7 separate regions of the Mus musculus genome follow, and regions 1, 2, 3, 4, 5 and 6 are each linked to region 7. The links are chromatin contacts, called in public HiCAR-type, HiChIP or PLAC-seq and promoter capture Hi-C maps. All regions are on one chromosome and are shown on one strand. The core of a region is the stretch at or near the end of the contact, and the rest is flanking DNA. Distances in the headings are between cores, read along the strand shown. Region 1 holds the start of 1110032F04Rik (RIKEN cDNA 1110032F04 gene). Region 2 has its middle 31 kb from the start of Ccnl1. Region 3 holds the start of Trim59 (tripartite motif-containing 59). Region 4 has its middle 35 kb from the start of Veph1. Region 5 holds the start of Lekr1 (leucine, glutamate and lysine rich 1). Region 6 holds the start of Ptx3 (pentraxin related gene). Region 7 holds the start of Mfsd1 (major facilitator superfamily domain containing 1).

Evidence for each region. Promoter capture Hi-C pulls out the DNA fragments that hold promoters and counts their contacts. HiCAR-type assays count read pairs that join an accessible place to other places. HiChIP or PLAC-seq counts read pairs in DNA pulled down with a chosen protein or histone mark.
Region 1: a HiCAR-type map of astrocytes shows a contact between it and region 7, with 5 times the contacts expected there. The contact joins the promoter of 1110032F04Rik here to the promoter of Mfsd1 in region 7. A contact is called at or near these places in 2 of 39 promoter capture datasets (the 3T3-L1 cell line and stem cell-derived epiblast-like cells) and 2 of 115 datasets of contacts at active chromatin or transcription factors (astrocytes and embryonic hindbrain).
Region 2: a contact with region 7 is called in a promoter capture Hi-C map of liver, with 3 times the contacts expected there. The contact joins the enhancer-like site here to the promoter of Mfsd1 in region 7. A contact is called at or near these places in 4 of 39 promoter capture datasets (hippocampal neurons, liver and pre-B cells) and 1 of 115 datasets of contacts at active chromatin or transcription factors (astrocytes).
Region 3: a promoter capture Hi-C map of liver shows a contact between it and region 7, with 5 times the contacts expected there. The contact joins the promoter of Trim59 here to the promoter of Mfsd1 in region 7. A contact is called at or near these places in 4 of 39 promoter capture datasets (the C10 cell line, hippocampal neurons, liver and 1 more), 2 of 115 datasets of contacts at active chromatin or transcription factors (astrocytes and embryonic forebrain) and 1 of 9 other capture datasets (embryonic stem cells).
Region 4: an H3K4me3 HiChIP or PLAC-seq map of embryonic limb bud shows a contact between it and region 7, with 5 times the contacts expected there. The contact joins the enhancer-like site here to the promoter of Mfsd1 in region 7. A contact is called at or near these places in 12 of 39 promoter capture datasets (the 3T3-L1 cell line, 3T3-L1-derived adipocytes, the C10 cell line and 8 more), 2 of 484 Hi-C or Micro-C datasets (cerebral cortex and neural progenitor cells) and 4 of 115 datasets of contacts at active chromatin or transcription factors (the NIH/3T3 cell line, differentiating embryonic stem cells, embryonic forebrain and 1 more).
Region 5: a contact with region 7 is called in a HiCAR-type map of astrocytes, with 2.5 times the contacts expected there. The contact joins the promoter of Lekr1 here to the promoter of Mfsd1 in region 7. A contact is called at or near these places in 1 of 39 promoter capture datasets (pre-B cells), 1 of 115 datasets of contacts at active chromatin or transcription factors (astrocytes) and 1 of 9 other capture datasets (liver).
Region 6: a contact with region 7 is called in a promoter capture Hi-C map of hippocampal neurons, with 5 times the contacts expected there. The contact joins the promoter of Ptx3 here to the promoter of Mfsd1 in region 7. A contact is called at or near these places in 5 of 39 promoter capture datasets (3T3-L1-derived adipocytes, embryonic stem cells, hippocampal neurons and 2 more) and 1 of 115 datasets of contacts at active chromatin or transcription factors (astrocytes).

Annotation. Positions count from the first base shown.
Region 1 is chr3:68,867,420-68,871,310 of GRCm38.p6, reverse strand. 1110032F04Rik (RIKEN cDNA 1110032F04 gene) reads right to left here and starts at 1,725. Exons shown (of 1, transcript NM_001167996.1): 1 at 1-1,725. The coding sequence starts at 1,603. The coding sequence ends at 860.
Region 2 is chr3:65,987,311-65,991,069 of GRCm38.p6, reverse strand. It overlaps the pseudogene Gm19024. Among named protein-coding and RNA genes, the nearest start is that of Ccnl1, 31 kb to the right of the region's middle. Within about 2 kb of position 1,814, at least 27 of the 459 cell types and tissues checked have an H3K27ac peak or open chromatin away from gene starts, as enhancers often do. A contact at or near this core is called in liver, where this site is marked.
Region 3 is chr3:69,043,282-69,047,320 of GRCm38.p6, reverse strand. It overlaps Trim59 (tripartite motif-containing 59), which reads left to right and starts at 2,579. Exons shown (of 3, transcript NM_025863.3): 1 at 2,579-2,708; 2 at 3,479-3,553.
Region 4 is chr3:66,329,943-66,333,640 of GRCm38.p6, reverse strand. No RefSeq gene overlaps it. Among named protein-coding and RNA genes, the nearest start is that of Veph1, 35 kb to the right of the region's middle. Within about 2 kb of position 1,585, at least 9 of the 459 cell types and tissues checked have an H3K27ac peak or open chromatin away from gene starts, as enhancers often do. A contact at or near this core is called in embryonic limb bud, where this site is marked.
Region 5 is chr3:65,664,490-65,668,355 of GRCm38.p6, reverse strand. Lekr1 (leucine, glutamate and lysine rich 1) reads right to left here and starts at 2,128. Exons shown (of 13, transcript NM_001166659.1): 1 at 2,045-2,128.
Region 6 is chr3:66,218,256-66,222,570 of GRCm38.p6, reverse strand. It overlaps Ptx3 (pentraxin related gene), which reads right to left and starts at 2,684. Exons shown (of 3, transcript NM_008987.3): 1 at 2,380-2,684; 2 at 1,520-1,921. The coding sequence starts at 2,509. All of the region lies in intron 4 of Veph1 (ventricular zone expressed PH domain-containing 1), which reads left to right.
Region 7 is chr3:67,580,413-67,584,587 of GRCm38.p6, reverse strand. Mfsd1 (major facilitator superfamily domain containing 1) reads right to left here and starts at 1,820. Exons shown (of 16, transcript NM_025813.3): 1 at 1,611-1,820. The coding sequence starts at 1,770.

The sequences.
Region 1 (3,891 bases), core at 476-2,975, 1.3 Mb before region 7:
GCTTAATGAAATGATGTCCAACACTGTATTAAACAGTGACAGCACGTGGGCGATTTCTTGACAGTAACTGGCCTAAAACAAAACTGATTATCTTGTCAATTTGTTGAACTGTCTAATGCATGACAAAATATAAAAATAAAGGACAAAGATAAACAGTCTACATACTGAAAAATCAAAGTCCGCTGGTACCACATTACAAATACGGTCTGGACATCTTGAACAGATGCAGCCACTAAGCCATCCATCATGGTACCCCTTCCCCAACAAAACTGTGAGCCAGGAAGACACCAAAGGGTTTTCTGGGTCCTTTTCAAGGGATCGCATCACAGTCAAGCGCTGCTTCTACAGACTGCATGCAGCAGTCACTGGTCGTGGTCCAGAGCCAAAGGCTCCTCACCATTATGTCCTGGGAGACCGTGACCGGTCCAAGCAGGAGAGCAAGGAATGGACCTATGCTCCTTCCCTTTTAACAACAGTAAAGCAAGCCGCTGGTCTCTAAACACACCAAACGGTTTACCTGTTCTTTTGGATTGGAGAAGCAGGCACTTACAGTGAACACAAGGGGAGGCATGGCAGAGGGCGGGGACGACCGTCCAAGAAGAGCTGGGGGCTAGTCCTAAGCCATTGCCCCGCCGAGCTGCCCAGCCTTGAGCCCAAAGAAACATAGAAAACCACAGATTCCCCGGGAAGCGAGAGGGAGGGGACTGACCCCAACCCAGGCGCGGGGCTACAGGTTGTACGGGGATGCTAGGTGTGGTCAGAGGCAGTCAGTGGCGGCCGCCAACACACCAGCTGTTGCGTGCCACCCGCAGCCCCCAACCTTGTAGGATCCGGGCGATCCCCATGAGGCTCCCTGAACTCAGATGAGCGGGAAACGGACCTGGCCGCCGTCGGAGTCCCCGGCACTGCCGCCTCGCGGGCGGCCGAGCACCGACACGGGCAGCACGACCTCCGCTGGGCTGAGCTGCTGCAGCCGCATGGACTCCTCATAGGTGGGCAGGTACTTGACCTCCTCGTAGCTGGGCAGCTGGAGAAACACCGGTGACACCACGTGCAGCTCGTGCTCCGAAACGCAGGAGGGAGGCAGGCGTCCGCCACTTCCTCGGCCCCGACCACCGCCACTATCCAACAGTGAGTCCTGCGAGCCCGCGGCCACCTCGTCGCGCAGCAGAGCGGGCGAGTCGTCGTCGTCGTCGGGTGGCCCCGCCGTCCCCGGCGGTCCCGCACCCCCGGGAGGCCCGGGTCGTGCCTGGCCAGGTCGCGCCTGGCCACGCGGGTACCTGCGTGGGCTGGGGCAGATGATGCGCTGCAGGAAGTAGCCGATGGCGAAGAGCACCAGCAGGATGAGCAGCCCAGAGAGCTTGCGGACGAACCAGCCCACGTTGTCCAGAAAGGCGTGGAGCGGCAGCTTGCAGCAGCGCACGGCCGTGGCGTTGGCCGAGTCGCAGCAGCGCTCCCGCTCACCGCACGCCAGCTCCGCGCAGCCCCCGCCGCCCCGCGAGGGCGCCACCAACGCCAGCGCCAACAGCAGCAGCAGCGGCAGCAGCGGCGGTGGCGCTGGAGCCACCGACAGGCCCTCGGCGGTGACCCCGGGACCCCACATGGCCGGCGCAGATCTCCGCTGGCGTCCGGGACCGCGAGGCTCGGAGCTCCGTCTGGCCCCGGCGCTGCGATGGGTCCCGCGCGCGCCGCCTCCCGCGCCCCGGCTACCTGCGGCCCGAGCGGTGCTCACTTGGCCACGCTGGGGCGGGAGGAGGAGCCCGGGGCGCGCCGAGGCTGCGGGAGGCGGCTGCTGCTCACCGCTGTCGCCGCCTCGGGAGCCTGTGACCTCGAGCCGTAGCGCCTGGGCGCCAGGGTCCCGGGAGAAGCGTGCGGAGCCGCGGAGATGAACAGAGCCGGCCTGCGCTGGGTCTCTCTGGGCATCTCGGCCGTTGCCCGCCGCGCTCTTCTTCCGGCACCTGGGTACCCCGCGGCGCTGGAAGGGTTAAGGCTGAGCTCTCAGCCCCGGAGCCCCTTGATCTTGATTAATTCAGCCGGCGCGCTCTTCCTCGCCAGACGGGCGGGGCGCGCTCTCTCACTAGCGTAGGTGTCTCAGTTTTAAGTGATTGGATTTCCCCGGGAATATTATTTAAATTGACTCGGACCGGGTTCCGCTTACCATCTTTCTTGTGATCTTTCTGATTAAAAATGAATGATGGCCATTAATGGCCAGTGCAGCCCCATTGCTGCCCTAAGGTTCTAGGGTGGGAATTGCTGGATAGTTCTGCTGACAGGTAGGTCCAGGTTGTTGGGGAGCGCGGACCCTAAGAAACTCCAGAACAGGTAAGAATTCTTTGGAGAGGCTCAAGTTACAGCCACAGAGGTAGCCCCAGAGGGACCGAGAAGCACTCTGTTGAGGTGACCCTGCTCACCAAGGAGAAGAAAGAAGACCTTTAGTTCTCAGAGACTCACCTGACCCAGCCCTCGGCTTTCCTGTACTCAAAGAGGACAGCAGAATTGTGGGGTGCAGGGGCTCCCTCCTGCAGCATAAATAGCCTATGTAGGAAGGCGGAGGGGAGCAGTAAGTGGTTGGCCAAGTTCCTGAGCGCGATCTGAAGGTCTTTTTCAAGGTTATTCTTGTTTGCAAAATCTGACTTTAAAGGAAACAAGTACTTTGTTTCCAAATAGTACTTGGGTCCGTTTCCCTTCATGTCACCCACCCCTGGAGGAAAGCTCAGCGCATCCAGACCCTTTGGGCATATATCTGTTGGGTGGTGGAGCCCCTGAGAAAGCTGCTTTGGTTGAGGCAGTATAAAACAGACACACTTACACAGAAGGACTCACTGACGAGGAAAACTAATAGGGAATTTTCAAGGTTGGTGTGAGAAAATAAGTAAAAGGACATACAGTGCCCGAACAGACTCAGCTATGACCCAGGCTTTCTCTTCTGAAGAGAGGAGGAGAGCAAGCAGAATGGGGTGGGGTTAATGGAGGTCAACCATGGGCCAGCTTAAGTGCAAAGTCTTCTGGTTCTTCTTTTGGTGGGAACACCATGCTTTGCTTGAACTTCAAAACGACGATGCTTTCTCTTCTAGGAGAAGTGTCTGTGAAACCTCCCTAAGCCCAGGCGTTTGCTAAGTTCTTGTGAAGCCAAAGCATTCTCTGGCTGTGCTCTGCGGGAAGGACTGAGGCCTAGTCCATAAAGCTTAAATCGACAATGCTTTCAAGCTATAGCCAGATAGGGGAATGTCAGAGTCAAGAGATTGACTCTGATAAAGTGCCTGTTGTATTATTTTCAGTCTCCCCCATTCCTTTCCCGAATTTACATTGAGAATGTATACTGAGTATGTTCTGTATTTGGGGAATCCTGCTAATTGATGAATAAATAATAGCCTCCCAAGAGTGGGGTGACCCCAGTTCTGCATACCAGTTTCAACTGATCAGAGAGAACAAATGCCAAATGTCTTCCTTCTTCATAACTTGCCCTAAGCTAAGATAAAAATTGATGTGTTTAATAGTCTCAGGCTAAGGGAAGCTCATGGCTTGATATGCCATGAGAGAAGTGCAGGGTCTCCTTGGGTTTTTAGAATTAGGGGTCCTAGGATTTCTGCCAGTCCTAGCAGAAGCAATGGCAGAAGGAAAGGGAGGGGGGACTCTGTGATTGATGAAAAGAGGAGGGCGGCCTGCTGGGTGGTGTCTTGAAATTTGAAACAAAGGCATTAAAATTTTAAATTACACTTTATATATTTATTGGGGGGGAATTATCTTCTTCCCCCATGGAAGTCCCAGGAATCAGACTCATGTCTCTGGCCTTGGCAGTGGTCACTTTTACAGTTCCAGGCATCTCACTGGACCCTAAACAATGACGTTTAACCTGTTTCGCTTCTGTCTTCTTTTAGTGAGTTAGAATTT
Region 2 (3,759 bases), core at 565-3,064, 1.6 Mb after region 7:
GACGGTGGTGGTACATGTCTTTAATCCCAGGACTTGGGAGGCAGAGGCAGGAGGATCTCTGAGTTCAAGGCCAGCCTGATCTATAGAGTGAGTTCTAGGATAGCTAAGGCTACACAGAGAAACCCCATCTCAAAAACACTCACACACAAACAAACAAAAACTGATTAATAACAAGATAAAGAGTTGAACACAAGCTTTAATTTCTGCCCTACCCCAACCTAAAAGGAAAGGAAAAGTTATAAATGAATACTGTGCCCTGTACAGCCTCGGTACAGCCACATACAGAAACACTGGGGCTTTTGCAAGAAGCTACGGCAGGATGTTTTATGCAGAAATTAGGAAGTAACTCATTATGGAAGACCTGGCTTCCAGAGCACAGGTCTCTAATCTAGGAGGGAGGGAAAGAGTGGAGGAGACTAGTGGAGCTACTCAGTGAGGCACAGTACTCACAGTTCTATAAGGATGAAAGGAGGCTGTTGACAGAGGGATTGCCAGGGAGGAACGGAACGGAACAAAAGGCAGCTGCAAATTCTGCTTGTTGCTACAACCTTACAATGGATATTATGATCCTCTTAGAAATTATAGATGTGTGTTAGTGATAGATTCATTAGTTTTTTAAATTTTGTGTTTTTGTTTGTTTGTTTGTTTGTTTGTTTTTCTTTTGTTTTGATTTTCATTTGAGATAGGGTCTTTCTACATAGTAATATATATCTACATAGTAGATATATATATCCTGGAATTCACTAAGTAGATCAGGTTGGTCTCTACTCACAAAGATCCTCCTGCCTTTGCCTCCTGAGTGCTAGGGTTAAACAAAGGTCTACACCACCATGCCCAGCTAAACTAGGCATCTTTGAGAAACAAGATCATATTTGACCCTTGATAGACTCTTGAGTCTAAATCTTTTAATACTATACTTTTGGAGGCCGGTGGAAAAAAATTAAATGGGGACTATATTTTTTAAATATTGTGGCAACATTAAATTTCTTAGAAATTATAAACATGTTGTAGCTAGTATATTTATAATTGCCAACAACTGGGGCTAGAGAAATGGCTTAATGGTTAAGAGCACTGACTGCTCTTCTAGAGGTCCTGAGTTTAATTCCTGGCAACCACATGGCTGCTCACAACCACCTGTAATGGGACCGATGCGCTCTTCTGGCGTGTCTGAAGACAGCTACAGTGTACACATACATGTAAAATAAATAAAATCTAAAAAACATTGCCAGAAGCTTTCTTTTTTAAAAATATTTATTTATTTATTTATTTATATGCATATGAGTGATCTGTCTTCATACATTCCAGAAGAGGGCAAAGGACTGCATTACAGATGGTTGTGAGCCACCATGTGGTTGCTGGGAATTGAACTCAGGACCTCTGGAAGAGCAGCCAGTGCTCTTAACTGCTGAGCCATCTCTCCAGACCCTGGCAGCAACTTTCTACTCCAAATAATGAGTTTACTGCTGAAACATAACTTCTATGAAAACTCCCACTAAGTCAAAGCTGGAAGTGAAAAGGGCTCTCATCAGTTTCACCATTACTGGGGACACTGATATGAAGACGTTCACCATTACTAGACATCTGATGGACAGCTATAGAAATCTGAGATCAGCAGATGTGTGGCTAGCACTGAAGCCCCAGCACACAGAAACCTCATCCCAACCATTTTATAACAGGTGATCTCATGCTGACTGTGTTTTCCTGCCTGCTGGCATAGGTAGATTTGAAACTGGAATCTCTAAGAATGTGTAGACCTGTGTCAACACCATTTTGGCTTATGCACTGGGTATGAAACAATTAAGTACCAACGTAAACAACATGAATTCCTCAGAGTCACCTTTCATCCACAGGACATGAGGAAATCGTTCATGAAGTCAGAGCCTGACAAGGAAGCTCGATAAGACTTTGACACGATAGTTTTTGTGCCAGTTTCTAGTTGGAACAGTGACAACGTGATGAAGCTAAATGTCAATATGCCTTGTCTCCAGAGCTGGAAATTCACCCATAAAGATGGCAGTGCCAGTGGATGCCCACTGCAAAAAGCCTTGGATTACATTCTACCAACAACTTGCCTAGCTGTTAAAGCCTTTGAATCTGTATTTACAAATACAGTTATTTAAAAATTACTGGTATCCATATAGTCCCAGTAGACCACGTGGTGATCAGTATTTCCAAACAGCACGGTGGTTACCTTTGTTCCAATTAATGTCACAAGTGAAGTCTGTTGAAATGCACTGTAAAGCTTTGGGTGAAGGTCTTGAGAACAAATATGCTTCAGTGTCAAGAAAGTGTCTCTAAAAGATGTTCACCATGCAATGTTACTAGCATTGCTAGCAGCAGGGAGCGGACACAGGCCCACACTATCACCCACAGAAGCCTGAGGAATTCCCTTAATCTTTTACGAACCTCAGTTCAAGTAAAACCAGATCCTTGGTTTCAGAAGAAAAAGTAATTTCAGGATAAGCCAGTAAGAAGCAGAGCTGGGCTTCATTTAAAAAAAAAAAAAAAAAAGCCTACTGGGAAGTGGTGTACAAACTTCTAATCCCAGCACTTGAGATCCAGTGGAAGGCAGATCTCTGAGTTCGAGGCCAGCCTGGTCTACAGAGTGAGTTCCAGGGCAGTCAGGGCTGCACAGGGAAACCCTTCCAAAAGAAAGAGGGAAAGAAAGAAAGAAAGAAAGAAAGAAAGAAAGAAAGAAAGAAAGAAAGAAAGAAAGAAAGAAAGAGAGAAAGAGAGGAGAGAGAGAGAGAGAAGTCATTGCAGGAAAAAATAAAACATACCCAAAAGCACGCTTGTGGGGTTCTCAAGAAAGATTTGTAGTTTATTAAAGACCTTTAAATTCTTTATAACATCTTCATTTATGTGCTTTGTTCATATGGGTGAACATACTAACCATGGTTTGCACCTACAGCTCTCTCCTTCCAACATGTGGGTCCCAGATATCAAATTCAGGTCAGCATACTTGCCAGTAGGTGACTTTACAATTGAGGAACTTTTCCAGTCCATTTTTAAAAACAGGTTCTCAGGATATAGCCCTTGCTGGCCTAAAACTCAATATGCACAAAAGGTTGGCTCCAATTTACAGATCTGCCCATCCCTGCCTCCTAGGTATTAAAAGGAGAGAAGCTTGGGGGAAGACTAAGGTATATACCCAAGTATGGGTCTGGTTAGCAAGGACGGTCACAGTTAAGTATCTTAGCCTCTCATACATAGTGGTAGCTTTCAAAGGGTTGCTAGGAAACTTGATTTTCCTTGTTTTGTCTTTCAGATAAATGATATTATAGGGTAGCTCTGGTAGTGACTTAGATAGGATTATTATAATTTGATAACAGAAAATCAGGAGTCACTGGGGTTTCATAAAGTAAAAGAATATGTACTATAAATAATCTGATGAGGTTCCAAGAACGTTGACCACTTCCAGCTGGGAAAGGAGAAAGGCTGTAGCAAGCGTTGTTAATTCTGTCGGGATTCTTGATTCTCAGCTTGTGAGAAGCCTCTGAGAAGAAGGCTCCTTCCCACGTCTCCATATTGTCCCCACCTTCCCTCCTGTCTCCGTATCAGTATTCGTGACTCACCAATGGAGGCAGCTGGTTTCACTGCTCAGGTGATTATCTTGATGTCAAGACTAGCAATGCCCACACACTAGGTAAACTTACAACTCACACTGCTTGCAAGTTTGTTTGAGCTAAAGGAAGAGTTCAGTATCATTCTGGTGAGATACTAGAAGATAGCTCTGCATTCCTAAAAGCTGGTACCTCT
Region 3 (4,039 bases), core at 1,330-3,829, 1.5 Mb before region 7:
GCCTGAAATGTTAGAGAAATTTGTCACAGAGATATAATAACAATTTTGTTTAACAATGGCTGATTATTTATTTACTTATTTAGGGTCAAGGTCTCAGTATGTAATCCAGGCCTCTTGCCTCAGTTTCCCATGCACTGACATTACAGGCACATACTATTAAACATGGCTTTCTCCATGATTCTGAAGAAAAGCATTATTGAAGAACATGCTTTTTATGTATGTTTCGAGATAACGTCCCAACCTCGTGGCCCAGGCTGTCCTCAAACTCATGGTATAGACTATGCTGGCCTCTAAATTGCAGGGATCCTCCTGCTTTAGCACTAGAGGTTTGACCACATTTGACGTGGAATACATTCTTTTTGTTGGTAGTGTGTGTGTGTGTGTGTGTGTGTTTCTAGACAGGGTTTCTCTGTGTGGCCTTGACTGTCCTAGAACTAGGTCTGTAGACTAGACTGTCTACTAACTCCTGAGAACCAACACTTCTGCCCCCAGAAGCTGAGATTAAGACTGTATGCCATGACTGTCTGGCATGAAACCCATTTGCTGGGTTACAGTTTGTGCTAATTCTCACAGAGTGAAGGGCTGCCTCAAGTTAGGTGGGGTTGGTATGCGGATGACTACAGCTGAAATCACTTGAGGAACTCTGACGTTAGCCAGGACCAGCGGGCCTGCATTTTCCTGTCTGCAGCAAACAGATTCTTGTGGGAAGACTCTCCTTCAGATAAGAAAACCAGAAAGTATCCTTGCTGGCCAGAGACTTAGATGGGGCTACAATGAACGTTTCCTAACAAGCTCCTTGAAGTAATCCTTAGCTTCTACTAGCTTCTGTCTGTCCCCATCTTTTTAGTATCTTTTAGTAACAGCCCTAGAACTTGCCTTCTAATACAAATATATGTTCGCTCTGTAATTCCTCAAGAGTTTATTGTTCTTATCTAAGACAGTATACAAGCTTCTACTGTTTTTATTTTTATTTTTTATGTGTACGAGTGATTGTCAGTGTAAGTATATGCCATCTGTGTGTGTCTGCAGAGCCAGTCAAGAGTGAGCTTAGATCCCCTGGAGCGGGAGTTACAGGCAGTTGTGAGGGGTCCACAGTCATGCTGGGAACTGAATTTGAGAATAGTAAGTGCTCTTAACTGCTGTTACCTCTGGTCAGTTAAAAACAAATAAAACCCCGTTTATCTATTTCTTTAATGTGTGGTTTGTAACGTGCATGCATGCGTACATCACATCCTTGCTTAGTGATCTGGGAGGCTAGAAGAGAGCATCAGATTCCCGTGCAACAGTTGTGAGCTGCTGTGTGGGTCTTCTGGAAGAACAGCCAGCGCTGACTTTCTGTTTCAAAGCTCAAGACAAAAAGTTTTCAAGCAAGGAGTCTGAGGAGCGCCAAGAAGATGTTAATGTGCGCTCAGCGGTTTGGCTTTTCCATGGTGGGAACTGAACACGCCAGGCGAGCACTGGAACTGAGCTACACCCCCAGCTCAGAAGTCACATTTCTGTTCATCATCTTTCCGATATTATACCTGTAACAAAACCACGTATTTCCCATCCTTTATCCCGTTTCTCAATACTCTATCACAAAGGGAGTATTGGGAGTGTGTATATCGTAATGGAAGACACCCAAAGCAGCTGATTTTTTTTTTTCAGCCCAAAGTTTTCGAAGGCTGACGCCCCAACACATGAGGTTTTTAGGTTTACGACTTTTACGCTTTGGTGCCTGTATTTGAATTGTAATTTCTAGTCTTTCTTTTCCAGACCAACACTATCATCTATAGAGCGCATGAATAACAGTTCATAAATCCTGAGTAGCGCTGCCGGTCAGCGTGGAGCTGCCTTAGTGCTAAGGCTCCTCTTCTCTGCCCCTTCCCCATGTTTGGTTACAGAACTTTCTGGCAGGGTCGGGCACTCTATGGACCTGTAAAGCACACTCCTTGAAGGCACAATCCATTTTCCTTCCTCTACGCCCCCTCTTTCCATCTTGTCTCCGAGGTCAAGTCTTGCTGTGAGTCTTAGGCTGACTTGGAATCTGCTCTGTAGCTCACACCGGCCGGGAGCGGAGAGCGGTCTGAGCTCTGGAATGGCGTTTCTCCGAGAAAGTGAAAAGCCACTACTGTGTTTTCTGACCCAGCGTGTTAGAGAGGACAGGGAGGACACAGATGAAGGCTTAGGCGCGCCTAAGTTGGAGGACCGGAGCCTCACGGGGGCGGGCGAGCGCGCCGAGCCCTCCAGCCGGTGACTGAACAAGGAACCTGTGAGGTAACAATGGAAGAAGCCTGCGCGCCGCCAGCTCCAGAACCATCCCGTGCGGGCGTGGTCCTAAGTAATAAGCAGTCCCTCAGCCAGCCGCCTCCAGAAGCCGCCGGGTCACCCGCGCATCCCCGCCCTCGCGAGGTCCTGGCGCCAGCCCTTCCCCCCCAAGGCGCGACCCCTGCCGCCCGTGCGCTTTCCGCGCCGCGCGCTAGTGCGCAGGCGCCTGGCCCTCGGCCGTTGGTGTTCAAAGGCCGCCCGCGCTCTCTCATTGGCGGAGGCGGCGCGGTTGAAAGTCGCTGCGGCGCCGCCGGCCCCGCCCCCGCCGGGCACCTGAAGACTCGGGCGAGCGCCTCGCAGTGTCCGCACCAGGCTGCCCGGGAGCCCTCGCCGTGCGCGCCGTCGCCCGCCTCGCCCGCCTCGCCCGCCTCGCCCGCCTCGCCCGCCTCGCCCGCCTCGCGGTGAGTACGCGGCTCCGCCGGGGAGGCGGCTCGCTGCCCCTCTTTCTCGAGCGCCCGCGGCCCCGGTGCGTTCGCCGCCGACTTGAGGATGGGGAGGCGGGCTGGGCTCCGGAGGGCGTGCGCTCGCCTCTCCTCGCTTCGCGCGCTCGCGGGTGGAGCAGCGGCGCTCCGAGCTACCGGCGGGATTGAGGTCGTAAGGGCCGGTAGGTGAGCCTAGCAGATCCCGCAGCACCGCGCGGGGCGAGTGAGCCCTGGGCATCCTGGACAAGAGGGTGTGACTGCCATCTTTGAGCCACTTCTTTGTTTGGAGTTCACGTAGGACTTATGCCCATTGTACAGATGTGAACCTTCATAGGTAAAACTGAGGCCTGCAGCGTTTCGGAGACCACCCAATGTGTTGATGGGAATAATTTAACGTAGTTTCGAGCTGGGGATATCTACGCGCGAGGATATTTCTAGTCGTCTTGCTGAGTTTAAATAAAACTTTGAAGCGGGGCATGAACGTGCACGCCTGTAACCCCAGCATGGGGGCAGACAGAGGCAGCAAGCTCTCCTGTGCGTTCCAGGTCGTCAGTGAGGACTACAAAATTAGTCTCAAAAAACCCACCAAACCAAACTATGAGTGTTTAGTTCCCATCATTGGTTAATCTTGTCCAGAGTCAGAGATTCGTTATGTTGTAAAAAGTCCTTTGTGTGGAAATGGTTGGGACTTTAAAGATGAAATATTTACTGCAGGCAAAATCTGAAACATTAAATTGTTTTACTTTTAGAATAACAAAGGATCCTGGAAAAGTTGGAGAAGATAAAGTACACCCAGTGTCCAGATCAGGAGATTGACAGACCAGGTAAGCTCTGGGAAGTTAACTGGATACGAAGAAACATCAGGATATTAGAGTGTGTGATTCCTGGGCTATGATGAAAGATTGAAAAATCTCTTGAAAAAAAGATGTATATTGGAAGTGTATAAAATTTTAACCATCTTATGGAGGAAGCATAAAGTGAGAAATGACCTAATCTAAAAGGTATTCAGTTTTTTGTTTGATTCTCCCCCCCCCCCCAAAAAAAAAAAAAAAACCAAAAAACAAAAAACCATGGTTTCTCTGTGTAGCCCTGGCTGTCCTGGATAATTGCTCTGTTGACCAGGATGGTCTTTAACTCAGAGATTCCTCTGCCTCCCAAGTGCTGGAGCCAAAGCCATCACTGCCTGGCTAAAAGATTTTCACTTTTATCTAACAGACATTTTATAAGCATGTGTGGACGTCTTAAGTCATGCACACAAAATGGTATTGCCTTACACGTTTGCACGCTGCATTTATTATTCAAGCTACCTT
Region 4 (3,698 bases), core at 336-2,835, 1.3 Mb after region 7:
CAGAGGTGAAGAGCTCTGCAAATAAATTGAAACATGAGATGGGAGAAAATAGCAAACTTCAAGATGTGTTTTAGGTATGGAATCAAGGGGGCCAATGCATTCAAGCTTTGGAAGAGATGAGGTTAGATGTTGAGATGATTCTCAGGTGCCTGGTCCTAGTAATTGGGTACCAGGACCACACCTTGATTCAGGCAAACAGGGAGCCTGGAGCCTGGCTTTCTCAGAGCTGTGGAGATACCCTTTGATCCACTGTGGATTTGCTTGCTTTGATATGGCCGGGTCACCTCCTCCACAGAATTTTCAAGGAGGGATTTAGATGAGTCATGGGCTGTGTGTCAGAGGAGAGGTCTGAGAAGATGTAATCATGACAGCCTTCACTAGAGATGACCTTCAGAGTCCCCTGTGTCTCTAGATATACCAAGTCACTTTAAATGAGAGCAATTCAGTTTTGTTTTGTTTTGTTTTTCAAAATAACTTCAATATGTTTTTTTTTTCTAATTTAACTTCCATCTAGATTTCTGGTTTGTTCACAGAAAGCTCCTTTTCCTGGCAGGAATATGGAGATCTCTGCTGCTCAGAGGTAGACCAGCAGGATGAGCCTCCTCGGTCATGATCGAGCCTCCTTGCCACAGCCTCCATCTCGTGCAGGATGAAGGTTCTCTTTGAACTTTCAAGTATACGGATCTTCCTGAACCCTGATCAGTTCTCGTATACTAAATCACTCTTCTGTGAAATCTCCAAAGTTTTATTAGGTTTCTTAGATGTATTTCCAAACTTTAATCAAAATTTTTTCTTGGCTTTTCTATTGGGGTTATAGAGATCGGCCAGGACAAAGGAGAAGCCCCATCTTCAGAAGTCCCGCCAGTGGGAAGACATAATAGACTGGGCTGTAAATTCATGTTTATGTTTGTTATTTCCTTGCGCGTCACCCCCACTTATTCCCGTAGGAAGCCAAGCACAGTCACTTGTGGCCCTCAGATGTGACTCACTCTTGAAGGCTCTCGTGTGTTAGTTCCTGCTGCACAAAAAGAGCAGTGTGGTGGGCACCACTGCCTTCCTCGCAAGGGTTGGTGAGAAGTGTCAAGATGGAATTAGGCGCAGGCACAAAGATTTACTTTCCGATGCTAGCCATTTCCCCAGCCTCTGTGAATAATCCAGACTGTGTGTTTGGGGCCTTTAGACATAGTAATAATGCAAACGGAATCAAAAGCATCATTCATATTATTAACAAGCGTTTTTCAGTAATGTTTTGAGTAAGTGCCTAATAAAGTTTAAGAAATAAAGATACTCATGTTATTAAAGAGGAATTACTAGGTTCCCATTCATAAGCTTCAATATCCTGCTTAATGGATTCCATACAGTCTAACAGAAACCCAGTGAATGAATTATGGTAAAGCAGTTCACAAACATTATATGGTTTCCTTTTTTTTTAAACTTTTGTTTCCTCTCCGTGAAATAACAATGAGGCACGTAGCTTGAATAAGGTCATTTCTTATAGCAGAATGAAAGCATTAGAGGGACTCTGGTTGTATTTTAGCCTACAGGCAAAACCTCCACAGCTTTATGGTCAGACAGTGCCCCCTTGTGGAAGATGTAAGGTTAGTAGGACTGAACTGCTCTGTGACTGGGATCACTGGCAAAGCTGAAAGAGGCACTAAGCAAAGGTCAAATCCTGAGCCTCTTTGTAAAGAGCGTCCGTCGTGCTGGAAGAAGACACTTTACAAAACAAGGATGGGCGCACAGCCAGATAGGAAGGGGAACTTGGGCCAGTCAAGCTGATGGTCTCGGTTCTAGAAAACTTGACTCACTGAACGATAAAGAGGCACAGCAGAATGGAGAAGGAATGCCTTTGAGCTCAGCCTGTCTGGGTGCAAATCTTAGCTGAGAGTAACTATGACTATAGGATGCTCCGTTGTTGCTCTAAGCTTCGGTCATCCTACCTGTTATCAGATGTCCATTGGTACAGATCAGAAGTATTGTGAGGGCCAAATGAACATGGTGCGCGGAAAGTGTTTTTAGGGCAATGTTTCTAAAAATATCTATTACCTTACCAGAGTGCACTTCAAATCAATGAAAGACACTCAGCTTTTTGTTTTTAAAAATGGCTTTTACATACATGCGTTTCCCAGCCACACAAGAAAACCCATGAAAGTGTGGGACTGGACATGCTAAGCCTTTGTGTAGGACTGTTTGGGAGACAGAAACCAGGTTGATTAGACCTACAAGCATGTGCGCATGCGTGTATCTGGAGCGTATGTAGACTGAGGGAGAAGGCTGGTTAGTGGGTCAACGCACTGTGTCGGGTAAAGGCAGAAATGACAATAATCAGTCAAGGGCCTCAGAAAGGGCTCAGGAGCCATCCTCTGGGAGAACACAAGAGGGTATTCTCAAGCAGCCAGCGCCTCCACTCAAGCACCGACACAGCGCCAATGGGCAAACAAAAGAAAAACAGGAAGACTGTGGGAAGCTTATCTTTTAACTCCCTTAAATGTGCCGCTACCAAGAATAATTCAGGGGTTTAAGAATGTCGAAATGCCCTAAGAATCTCAAGCTGGGGGGAGAAACTCTTGGGCAAGGCAGGCAAGTGGCTTGTGCCTGTGGGCTGAGGGCCTCACCGGTCCTGCCCAACCCTTCAGAGGAAAGCCTGCTGGAGACACACGAACAAATGACTGTACCACAACTCATTCTCACGAAGCCTCCCCAAGTTGGACTTCACGTGCCACTTTCCTAAAAGAGCAATCTGATGGGAAATGACACTACACTTGACTAGCACTTGGAACTCACTCTCCCTTAACCCCCACCCCACAGCTTTAATCACTTGTAAGGAGTGAGTTTTTTTCAGATTTCCCATTTTAATAAAAGGCAGTTCAAGTATCTTGGCCTGGGTCACATGAACTACTGTCTTGCTCTCTGGCTTCTTGCGGCTCCTACCCAGCCAGCTCCTACTTCAAGGTTGGTGACATTTTTTGATGGGTTTCTCTCTCTCTCTCTCTCTCTCTCTCTCTCTCTCTCTCTCTCTCTTACCTGTCAAGCATCAGTGAGAAACCTCAAAAGTGCAGTTAGATTTTGACATATATCTATTTGTGCTCCCGGGCTTTCCGCTGGAACGCCAAGGCCTCCTTCCAAGGTTCTGTTCCTTTGTCCTTATTGTTCCAGCATGTCATCCACTCTGCCTGAGTCAATCTCCTCCCTGTCTGCAGTTACCTCTTTTTACTCTCAGGAAATCATATTTCATGTTTTGCTTCAAAAGTCCTAGGTATTTTAATGACTTTTTTATTCTTCCTTTTTGTCTCTACTTCTTCCTTTCTGCCAAGGCTGGTCCTACCTGTTGGAATCCTGGCCCTCGACTCCTTCCCTTGTGTCCCTGTCTTAGTTAAGGTTTGCATTGCAGAAAGAGACACCATGACCAAGGCAACTCTTACAAAGGACATTTAATTGGGGCTGACTTACAGGCTCAGAGGTTCATTCCATTATCGTGGCAGGAAGCACTGCTGGCAGCTTCCAGGCAGGCATGACCCTAGAGGAGCTGAGAGTTCTACGTCCTCATGCAAAGGAATCCAGGAGCAGACTGTCCTCAGGCAGCAGCTAGGAGGAGGGTCTCAAGGCCCACCCCCACAGTGACACAATTCTTCCAACAAGGCCACACCTCCTCCAACAAAGCCACACCTCCTCCAACAAGGCCACACCTCCTAATAGTG
Region 5 (3,866 bases), core at 879-3,378, 1.9 Mb after region 7:
GGGAACTAAGAACGGCTTACTGATTAAAGCCCACGCACTGTAATGCCAGTACCCATAAATGTAGAAATAGCAGCTTTGGCGGGCAGAGACAGGGATCCTAGAAGCAAGCTGGGCGACTGGGCTCACTGAGCTGGCTGACCAGTTCAGAACTCAGGTGAGAGGTCCTGTAAGGTAGAGAGTGATGAAGACACTGGGCATCAAACTCCAGCCTCCACACATACAAAAACATGCATACACAGGTGTGCCTATGAACATGAATACACACATGGATTTGTACTAACCAAATGTCAGAGAGAGAGAGAGAGAGAGGTAGAAGATGTCAAGGCCAGAATGGTTGAGTGGAACAGATTCAAGTGAAAGAAACACAGATTCCACAGCAGAAAAGATGGTCTAAGGCCCGTGTCTGCAGAACACAGGCAATGTGAGAGTCAAGAGAGGATAATGACCTATCTTTTGGGTGGGGGATGGGAAATCAGCAAAGGCTTCCTAAGATTGAGTTAAATTAGGGGCAAGAGAGTGAAGGAAAAAATAATGCTGGTGTTATTTTTGTAAACTATGCAACCATCAGTGGAGGAGAGATTCCTCAACCCTGTGTTAGCCCAAAATATCCCTCATTTCAATAAGCTACTATTTAAAACAAACAAAACTAGTGAGCTGTCTTCCCACGTGTGTGCTTGGTAATATTAACTGAGGCCAACCACGGGAGTAATGGTAATTATGTGGACATGGGTCCAAGTGACCAAGTACATAATCATATACTGTCATAGTCACATGGCAAGAAACCAGAAGGCATTATCTTCAGTTAAGCCATCATTGGTGAATGGAAATGATAGTATCTTGGGCTCCACAGGAATATTTTTCCCTTATACAGCCAACTATATCTCCTCTTAAAGTGCCATCCACAAAAGTATTAGCAAGCATGGACCTAAATAACGTATAAATTCAAGGTACCAGTGGGATGTTTATTATTTAATGCCTTCGCTGTGACTACTCTTAACATATTACTATGTCACCAGAAGTGGCAGGCTTCTGGCTATGAAAGAAAAATTTAAAAATAGCACCCTGGTAAATTTGAAAGACCTCTAAAACGAAGTGGAGGAGAAACTGATGTCAATGCACATCGCACAAGACATAGTAACAAGATTACAGGCAAGATACATTCATTGGATTCGTCCCAAGAACATGTGTAACTTGTCCTCATATAAAGACACTTTATTGTAAACCCATGTAAACTGTGAGTGCAGACTGTAATAACTAGGTGCTTTTCTGCTAAGCAATGCATGCTGATGATTACAACTAAGAGGTGGGCACCTAAAATTCCCAAGGTGACTAGAAGGGTACTACTTTCTTTAACGTTTATTTTTGTTATTGCCTATATTTTAAGAAACAGCTTGTAAGCCGATTAGAAAAGTCCATTGGGTCTTTATAAAGATGTGACTACTCGTGAAAAGAATAGTAGAATCCACATATAATTCCGCTTTTCAAGAAGTGTAGGGCTGTTTGCTCTTTAGCAGAAGAAAACGTGATTTTTAAGTTACCCATTCAGTATTTTAACCAAACAAGTTCCTTTTGGTCTTTCCCATTATATATGTGGAAACTGTCCTTGGCAAAAGTACAGAGGTACGTGGCCGCTGCTACGTGCGTTTGAGAACCTTCTCTGTGACACTGGTCACGAGATAGACGTGCGTGTTCTTAAACGCAGAAATGCCCTTGGTGGTTCATTTCCGATTCTTACACCGGTGTCACGCCCGGTCATTAACTCAGGTTCTGCTTCCAGGCCCTTCCTCAAGTACCATTCCGGGGGCGTGATTCACCGAAGGGCAGGTCGGGGGCAAGAGAGCAGGAGGTCACTGCAGGAAACTAACCGCCCGACCGGACTGCGCTGGCCCAGGCCTCGCCTGGGGCGCCGAGAGGCCGCCCCACCTTCCCGCCTTCCTCCTCCCGACCCCCGCCGCCCCGCAGTCCCGCGCCGCCAGTCTCTGCGCCGGAACTGTGTCCCCGCCGACCGGGTCCTCTGAGGACTGAGGAAGGCCATGACCCTCACCTAGCCCGGGACTCCGCAGGGTGTAAAACGGCTTCCCTGGTCTCCCGGGCGACCGCGCTGCACGTTGGCCTGACGTCAAGGCGCGGTGACGTCACAGCCCCCGCCGACGCGGAAGCGGAGCTTCTTTTGCATCATTTGTCCCAAAAGCGAGCTAGGCGGAAGCTGGAGCGGGTGGCGGGGGTCGAAGGAGAGGGCGGATTTACGCGCGGTTCTGTGACGGACGGGGATGGGGCTCTGGAACCCGCGGGGACGACGGGCAGCCGAGGCTGATGAAGAGGCGGGAAGTGGGTGGCCATGTGCCTCATCTGCAGGGGCAATCATTGTTGTCGAACGGAAGGAAAAGAAGCTTTTAAGTGGAATTGACTGGGGAAGGCTTGCTTAGAATTTCATTCTGGTCCAAAGAAGTCAAGATGACGGGTTTAGTTCATGAAGTATTACTGAGACGTGCTACTGCACACTCAAGTAATGGAAGGCCTCTTGTTTTTACACACTGACGACTTCCCTTTATTCATACTTTATTCATAAAACAAATACTGATGACCTACTACGCAACAAGCAAGCAGGATGAGATGATGCTTGGTGACTAACACAGGCCACTGGTATGATTAGTGTCTTCGTAGTCTGCTCCTTTTCCAGGAGCATCTGAGGTCCAAAGTTCTGATCCTCCAGTAACTAAAGAAAACACGGTTTCCTAGCAGAAAAGAACAATAATTGCTGTTAAAGAATAGTTTGCATGAATAGAAAGAAAAGGCATTGGAGAGAGGAAGGTGAACAGGTGATTTGAAATAGTGCCAGATCTATTGGAGCTGCTGGTTGATCACTAGTATGAAAATAACCGCATGAAAATAGTGAATACTCCCCTAAGTCATGAAAGATATAGATTATGCAGAAACTAACAACAGTTACTTACTATTGAGTAACTAGTATTATGTACTGTATATCATTGAATATATACAAGAGGGCTAGAAACAGAGGGCTTCTGACAGCATCACCACGAACACTACACAAAATGTCTCGGTAACTAACATCACTAGATATTAGGAATTTTATACCAAAAGTATTGTTATAGGGCACATAACTACAGTTTGGACAATAATTACCGAGCACTTGTATCTAAAAAGGAAGGCAATCCTCTGAAAATGGGATGAAATCCCATGGAAATGCTATAATTCACTTTCATCTATGCCTCTTCGTTACACATCACCTTGAGTCCATTTTCCTTACCACTGTAAATGCCCTCTCAATCCTAAATCCCATTGCTAATTAGCCACAAGCCTAACTTTCTGTAGGAGTGCCACATGTGGCACTCCTACAGAAAGTTTTCATTATTATATAAAGTCCAGTTTAGGTAGTGGTAGACCCAGTAAGAATTTAAAAAGAAAGGATAGCTTCCGGAAAGAACAGAAATAAGAAGTGTATTTCCAATTGGCCTATGCCAAATGGTCAGCCCTTGAAAACATGCATACAAGAAACAGTATGTGGCCTCTACAGGTTGTATTTGGAAATATATGTGTATATGCAAATGCATGTTTGAATCCAAGAACAATTGGGTAAAAGAAAGACAGTTTGTGCCTAATCTAATTGCATCTCGTTATGCCCTGTTTGGTGGATATCACTGGGAGGCCTGCTCCTTCCTGAAGAGAAATAGAGGGGCAGTAAGTCTGGGGGAGAGGGGAGGTTGAGGCCAGGGGCTAGAAAGGGGCTAGGAAGGATGGAGGGAGGGGAGGTTGCAGTCAGGATGTATGAGAGAAGAATAGAGAAAAGAGAGGCCATGAATTTGAAGGAGAGTGGAGAGAGTTATATGCTGTAATTAATATAAAAG
Region 6 (4,315 bases), core at 1,435-3,934, 1.4 Mb after region 7:
TTCATGCCGTAAAGTAGTATGTTAGCAGATTGTGTGGGGTTCTTGTGCAGAACAGTGAAGGAGGCCCTTGAGACGTCTTTGAAATGTCAGGAACTCTCTCATGAAGTGGCTTTCAACTAATAAGTCTTTGTAATTATATTATCAGAGACCAAGCAAAATGAAAACCAGGTTCTTAGGAGGCAGACCACAACATAATTAGGTGTCCTCTGGGGACCAAGTTGGCAGGAGAGAAAGAGAGGACCAGTCAAAGACTGTAGGTGCAAGTATGATTGGCTAGTAAGCACCAACAACAGTTTAGAATTCGGAAATGTATACATTTTCTAACAGATGAGGAGACAAAGTAATTCTTCCTTTAAGGGGCACATTATATGTGCATGACTCTACAGAGCTTGCAAAACAAACAAACAAAAAAATCCATGCATTTAAAATTGTCACAAAGTTATCACATAGAGGGTTTGCTTTAGGGTTGATTTATGCTTTTTGTCTGAAGAATTGTGCTTTGAACTTAAGGGCATGACCCCTATAGCTCAAGTAGATAGGAGGGACTGATTGTAGGATAGTTTCTATAAAGGAATGAACTGTGCTCTGGAGTGTCCTTCCTCCTACCCCATCCAATAAGCTTCATTTCATTGGAAATATGGCATAGGGTGGTATTGCTTGTCATTGTTTCTGAGACTCATGAGGAGTACCAGGGCTATTTGTCTGCATAGGGCACTAATTTTCTAGAATAATCTACAACAAAACATCACTGCTCCCGTCAGAAATTTGACTTAAGAACCCGAATTACTAGGCTCCAATGTTCTTCCTGTTTTGTTAGCTTTTAAGAGTATACCAAAGGGGCCCTCATCAGTTGGGAGTTTTATGGAGTTCATGTGGGGCTTTGACAAGTTGCACAGTCTGAATAGTCCCTTTCTTGTGTGGTCCTGGGGGACTGGATAAAGCCGTCATCTACTCCCTCTGACTCCTGCGCCTGACTTTATAAAGCATGCCCCCCTTGACCTTCACTGTGGAACTAAACTGGGATGAGGGAACCCTGAAGGGATTCTGCTGAGTCTGCAGGAGATCCAATTAGGCTCCAGTCAACTCAGAAGGAGCAGAGGGGGAGGAGTCGGCCAAGGGGCTGGGAAAGTCGCTGAAGTTAGCCAGGGCCCTGAAATAGTCGGAGGAAACAGGAGCTGGCCTAAAGAAAGTGACGGGATAAAATTAGAAGACTTGGAAATCCCTAACGGAGGGACTCGGGGCAGCGAGGAGGGTCACTGTTAAACACCTGCCAATGGACTCCTTCAATATCTGGTCGGATCCGGTATCAGGAACCTCTGACGTCAACTTCCAGACTGATGGTTTAAATCCTCGTTTTTTTCTTTTGGGTTCCTCGGGCTTGGAAATACTTTTAAAAGGCAATGAGCCTGCCTGGCGTGGTGTGAGCTCTGTGAGTGTGCCTATGAAAAGTACTGGGGCTCTGAGTGTGAGGGTCCCCACAAAAGCTTGCCTCTAGGGACAGAGCCGACCGTGGGCTTACCTGCGGGCAGCCAGTGGCGGGCGACCCAGCTCTGCACGGCGCTCAGGTCGGCGCGCGTCCGCCGCAGTTCCTCCAGCACAGCGCCTAGGCCAGGCACTGTCGCCTCGGGTCGCCGCGCCTCCGCGTCCTCCAGGCGCGCCAGCCTGAGGCTCGCGTCACGGCTCTCCTGCAGCAGCGGCTCCAGCGCCCGCACCAGCCTGGCGTCTGCGGGGCCACCGGCTGCGCACGGCCTCGCCATGCCGCCCGCCAGCCGCCCCAGCTCTGCCCGCAGCCGCTGCAGCTCTCCACGGAGGACGTCGTCGGTGGCCTGCAACAGCATGCCCTCCCGCATCTGCGAGTTCTCCAGCATGATGAACAGCTTGTCCCACTCCGAGTGCTCCTGGCGGCAGTCGCATGGCGTGGCTAGAACGCAGGACACACACAAGTGTTATCAGCTTGTCCTGGGTGGCCATGGGTTGCACTCTTGGTGACTCCAAGTTTCAGCCTGTCCCCAGCAACCGCTCTCCTTCTAAGGATAGCTCTGAAAACAGCGTGCGTGTAAACTCAAAGATGACACAGGACTATTCTTTATAGGACATGTTAAACTAACTGAGAAAATGCCATTAATATAGCTAAAAACAGTTAAAGATTTCGTATAACTTAACTCATCATAAATGTTACAAAAATAATTTAAAACCTCTGGCTTTTCTCAGATAGTCCTTGCTTTCTTGCTTTCCTTTTTTCCCCCAGTCCTTGCTTTCACAAATAAAGTATAATTTTAGCTTGCTTCATTGGCTATCTATGTTAATTATGTTAATCGCGCCCCCCAAAAAGTGAGTTATGTAGTTTTGATACGCTGAGAGAGTTAAAAATGAACTTACGGTCCTCGGTGGGATGAAGTCCATTGTCTATTTCGTTGTCCAAATTCACATACATGAGCTCGTAGTCATCCGAGGTCTCAGCCACTACTGCAGACCAGAGAGCACAAAGCAGGATCGCAGGGAGGTGCATTGCTGGAGAGGCGAAATTTGCTTCGCAGCCGCAGGGGAAGAAGCGAGACTCTACAGTGATCCGAGTTTGAGCCCGGGAGAGATAGTGTGAGGCAGGAGTGAAGCCCTTAATAAACGCTCCAAAGCATGAGCGGGATGAATGACTAATGTCGGTGGCACAGCGCGAGGGAGTTCCCCTGGATTTGGGGGAGGGGGTTGGGTGGGAGGGCAAGGGAGCTGAAGAGGTTGCACAATGTTAAACCACCGAGGTCCACACTGCAGGCAGATTAATTAGAGGCGAGTCAGGGGGAGAAGGGGAGGGAAGCTGGACTTTTCTGGTGCCCCTGAGGATTAGTTGCTGTAACCTGAAGTGCTAGCGCTTTGGGGGGTGAGGAGCACAGAGGTACAGGGCGAATTATCATTTTGGCATTTGGTGTGAGCTTTCATTACTCCACAACCCCTGAAGTTATGGAAAACTTTTTTTTTTCACTTTTCCTTTGGATACTTTCTCAAGACCAAGCTATAGAAAATGATTCCGTGACTCCAAAATAACCCATTAAGAATTTTTATGACTCTAGAAGTCAATCTTGACTAACTAGTCTTGACTCCTCTGGTGGAGCAACTAAAAAACACAGTATGGCTGGGTCAAAACCCAGTAAAACAGGAAAGTGAGGGCGGGAATATAGTGGCTTTAGGTGCTTGGGTATTCTTGACATATCCTATCAAGGTCCTGTTTTAAATTTACATTAGTGACTGTGTGTGTGTGTGTGTGTGTGTGTGTGTGTGTGTGTGTGTAAAACCTGCCCCCTCCCCCAGTGCAAAGTACCTAGATAGGTGTTGATAAGTCATAATAATAGTGATAAAAAATTAAAACATTTGAATAAACTCCAAATAAAGCAAGATCTAAAAAACTACACAGATCTAGAGGGAACCACTCCCAGAGGATACCCCTGAGCTGATACAAGTCTCCAATATACAAAGGAGATGGAGGGGGAGGGTTACCAGTCACATCCTGATCATGATGGCAGGGCTACTACCCTCAGGCCAGGCCTCTCAGAAGGCTGCCTCTTGGATTTCCATAGGTAAATTCCTCTGCTCCTGACAGAGACTCATGAGTGGCTTTCCTGGCCTGAGTGCCCTCACGCATCTGGAATGCACATGCATGTACCATCCACCACAATAAAAATGAATCCACAGTTAAACATAGCTAGACACGGAGGGAACAGGGCATCATAAGCATGAATCAACACAAAGTCAAAAGGCATCAGGCCCCTGCTCAAGAGCTTCACTTATTTGAGATCACGGCTAAAGACAGGGTATGTTTGAAACCGTTAAAGCCATCAGAAAGCGATGGCAATATGAGACAATACGATATTGTTTAAAGGGCAGTGTGGAGCCACAGCTTTGTAAGGTGCTTTTCTCCTAAGGCTGTGGGCTCGAGTTCAGTTTCTAGAGTCCACATTAAGAAACCTGATGTGGTGCTGTGAGGTCCTAATGCCAGTACAGAGAGCCTCTGGGATCCCTGGCTAAACAGCTAAGCCTATTGGGCAAGTTAAGGCCCACGAGAGACCCTGTCTGAAAAAGCAATGTGGAAGAACTGGATAAAAATGCTTACTGTTCTTTCAATGTCTGTGGATTGTAGCATAGTTACCTGTACTGTATGGCTAATGTCCAATTACAAATGAGCACATACCATGTGTGTCTTTCTGGGCCTGGGTTACCTCACTCAGGATGATCTTTTCTAGTTCCATCCATTTGCCTGCAAATTTCACGATGTCTTTGTTTTTAATAGCTGAGTAATATCGCATTGTGTAAATGTACCACACTT
Region 7 (4,175 bases), core at 571-3,070:
TCAAGTTACAACTCCTAACTAGTAACTCCCCGGAGGTGTTTAAGGTTTACTATGGCTGACACTATGACAACAGATTTTTTTTTCTTGCTTGTGTGTTTGTTTTACACCACTTCCTGATCTACCATTCCAAAGAACTTCCACAAGGTAGTGGTGTGCATACACAGCATATACCAGAAACCTGATAAAGAGGTCAACATCAACTGCTTTTAATCATTTCGTTTCCGTCTTTCTTCCCATGCTTATCACTGTATTAACATCTTCATGAAATCGCTGCATTTCCCTTACTTAAAAAAAGTCTACAAGCATCCTCTACAGGTGCACGTTAGCTGGGTCCTCACTTTTCTTGAAAGCAGAGGTAACTCAGAGATTCAAACCAAACCAGTATTTGATATAGATCCTGATCCTGCAAACAAACAAACAAAAACAAACAAAAATACCCAGGAGCAAATAACTGAGTGAAAACTGGGCTAGAAACAAGAACAACACAAGCGCCAGTCTAAGGGATCAAATGAAAACTGGCAATGTCTCCTGGGAGCGGGGAAAGCTGACAGGCTTGAAGAAGCCCCAAGGTAACACTGCCTGTTTCCCCGCTGACTCTGTAAATACACAAAGCTAGCGGTCCAAAGGTGGAGAAGGCAGCTAGCGACAGGGCGGCTCTAGTTTCTCAAACCCAAACTTTCAGCCCAATCTACCTACCAAAAATAAACTGTCAACTTGAGTAGGGACAATTTCTTCAAGTGTTTTGTCTATGCTTACTGGTTATTGATTCTAAACCTAGAAACTTCTCCTTCAGGATTTAACTGCTTATAAGAAATTCAATACCATGGTTGGTTGGTTGGTTGGTTGAGACAAGATCTCACTTTGTAGCCCTGGCTGGCCTCTCTAGCGCACAGACATGTCCCTGTCTTCCAGTACTGAGATTAAAGGGCGCCACCACTATCAGCTCAATACGTTTTAAAGCAAATGAGTACCATCTTCTCAAAAATAAAGAAACCGAAGCCCAAAGTATCTTTTATAAACCAGGTGCATGTATTTCTGAATCTGATCCCCCTGAAACACTCTTTCAAGCCAAGCCAGTTGTTACGAATCCGAACAGTTTCAATGTAAACTAAAAACTGTAACACGGGAGGGAAGGGTGTCTTTAAAAGTAGCTAATGAAAGTGTTTTGCGCCAGATCAGATTTCATAAGTGAAACCAACTTAACAAGTGTGGTCCTGCAAGGCTGTCTCACAGAGGAAAGGTAAGAAAAGACTCCTACTAAGGTGTACTTAGCAGTGAACACTATCCAAAGCGGATCCGAGCTCTAAAAGAATACAAAGGAAAGCACTGGGGAATGGGAGGGGTCGCCTGGGGAGGGAGGAAGAGGGACTTAGTCACGCTCTGAAATTCCCCCAGCAACGTTCTGAAACTCTCGGGAGCACAGCTCTCCGGGAGAAAGATCTGAGTTTCCTTCTCATCTGCGTCCCCAGGGAGGAGCTGCTGAACACCGGGGCTTGGAGGAACAAACGTCACCTCGCTCCAGACACTTGGAAAAAGCGGGCTCCCGAGCCCAGGCAGCAGCGCGAACCCTGGAATCCCTCTATCATCTGCCCCAGCCGAGCCCCGCTCACCGAAGCCAAGGAAGCACATGAGCGACAGCACCACGAGCCGGTGCGCCAGGCGGCTGGGGTCGCAGAGCGCGGACAGAGCGCGAGGGGCGCCATGGACTGCGCTGTCCGCCTCGCGGCGGCCCCCAAGCAGCGCCCGATCTTCCCCATCCTCGTCCTCCATCAGCTTGCAGCCTGGAACGGAGCAGGAAGCAAAGGCAGGGCGGCAGCGGCAGCGGCAGCACTCACGTGATCACGTGTGTTCACGTGACTTGCTCGGGCCACGCCTCTCCGTGCTCACGTGAACGGTTGCTCACGTGGTGGCCGGGCTCCCGTGCTGCCTTTCTGTTCTGCCGATGGGGTATAGATCCGGTCGGGAGTGGGAGTGAGCGACCGGGTTCTCATTAACATCTGATTTAAAACCAGTAGGAAGTGGTGGTGCAGAAGTCGTGGTGGAAGGCTTGACCTGAACCCAGCTCAGTCCTCCCTCCCTCACTTCGCCAACTCTTCATGAAGAGTTGTTAAGTTGACCTGACGGAACAGCATATGATGTACCTGACACTTATGTACTAGAAAAGAGGACAAATTCTCTCACCTCTGAATATGGGTGAGAGAATTTCCTTAGGTGGACAGAAACTAATCATGTGGGTGGATGGATGGTGACTGCAGCTGAAAGAGTTATTGAATTCCTCTGGGTTTTATACGTTTATAATTACACGTTTATACTGATCTTGGAGTAAGAGGAAAGTCGAGTAAAGTAGAAACACGAACATCCTAAATGAGGAGCCATTCAGAGATGTCCAGCAGAGTATAGAGACCACTAGGTTTGTTTTGAGAAGTTTGATTTGGCAGCGCAGCCTTCTACCCCACATTTCTAGGTTTGCCGAGTCTTTGCAGTAGAATTTTGAGTGTAGCAAGGCTAGGTGCTAAATAGCTGTAAAGCGTGCCGCAGAAGTGAAAGTGAGAGGCTCAAAGCTGGAGCTATCGCACCAAGGAGAGATCCAGTGACTAAATGAGGACTTGCTTAAACAATAGCACCTGGGATTTGAAAAAGGAGGAGGACTTTTGAGTGTTTTCTAGACTCCTAGCTTGGGCCCTCCAAAGAGATCCAAATATGGGGGATGGGGAAGCAGAGGGACTGTGTCAGAGAGATACCGTTTGGAATGTTTATGCATAGCCTGCTGTCTACCTTGCATTCCCCTGACTAACACTGTGCAGTTGCCAGCACAGTGGTCATACCCCACCTTGGGCTTAATCTTTCACTCAGCATCAGCTGTACTACAATGAAGGGCCTAGACCATCAGTTTACATTCCTTGGCTTTGTCCACAGTATAGATTACTGTCTTGTGCTGGCTAGTTTTATGTCAACTTGACACAAGCTGAAGTCATCTGAGAGGAGGGAGCCTCAGTTGAGAAAATGCCTCCATGGAATGAACCTGTAGGCAAGGCTGTAGGACATTTTCTTAATTAATGACTGTTGGGGAGGGCCCAGCTACCCTTGGGTTGATAGTCTGAGGTTCTATGAGAAAGCAGGCTGAACAAGTCATGAGGAGCAAGCCAGTAAGCAGCACTGTTCCATGGCCTCTACATCAGCTCCTGCCTCCAGCAGAAGGTTCTGTTTGAGTTCCTGTCCTGACTTCCTTCAGGGAGAGACTATGATGTGGAAGTATAAGCCAAATTAATCCTTTCCTCCTTAACTTGCTTTGGTCATAGTGTTTCATTAAAGCAATAGAAACCCTAACTAAGACAAGTCTAATGGCTAAGTCAAAAATACAGGTAAGAGGCTGGCTGCCAGTATCTCTAATCCACTTTTTGGCTTTTTGGGTTTTGTTTGTTTGTTTGTTTCGTTTGTTTGTTTATTTTGTTTTGTTTTTGCCTTTAGAAATCTAAGTAAAAATGGCTATGATAGTATAGACAGTTTGTACTTCTTGTTGAAGGAGGTTGGACTTCTTTTGAATGATAGTCACTTGTGTCTTAATGAAATGCCCAGGGTAATGCCCTCTGGACCTGACCTCATTCTGTGTTTGCTTAGACAGTTCTCAGCTATCTATCCTCCCAGTGGGTCATGTCTACCCTGGCTACATATTTGAGATTTCCACAACCATGACTGTGGTCTGCATATTCACCAAACTAATTAATGTATATACAAATTTAAACTCAAATAACTGAAGATGTAAGTCAAAAAATAATTGGCATGTTATGTCTGAGATGATAATGATAAGTATTAATATATAATATAATAAAATTTTGAGGTTATGCTGACCCTTATCTAACTTTGATGTAAATTTTTATCTTTGTGGGTTTTGCCTTTTAAAATGACACCTGAGCTTTGGCACCTAGAGACTGAAGCATGAGCCCATGCTTGGTAGCCCATCAGTTAAAGGAATCGGCCTTAATTGTTGCCATTAGTGTGTGGTCTGTGTTTTCTCCCATGGATGTGTTTCAGTTTTCTACAAATTCTCTTTCTCTTTTTGACTCCATGTCTTCAGCAGGGCTCCCAGGGTTTATTCCTTTACGTGTTGCTTACGTAGAATCACCAGTGTGTGTAGGACTTGACATTTCCTCCGACTGTGCTTTATTTCCATATAG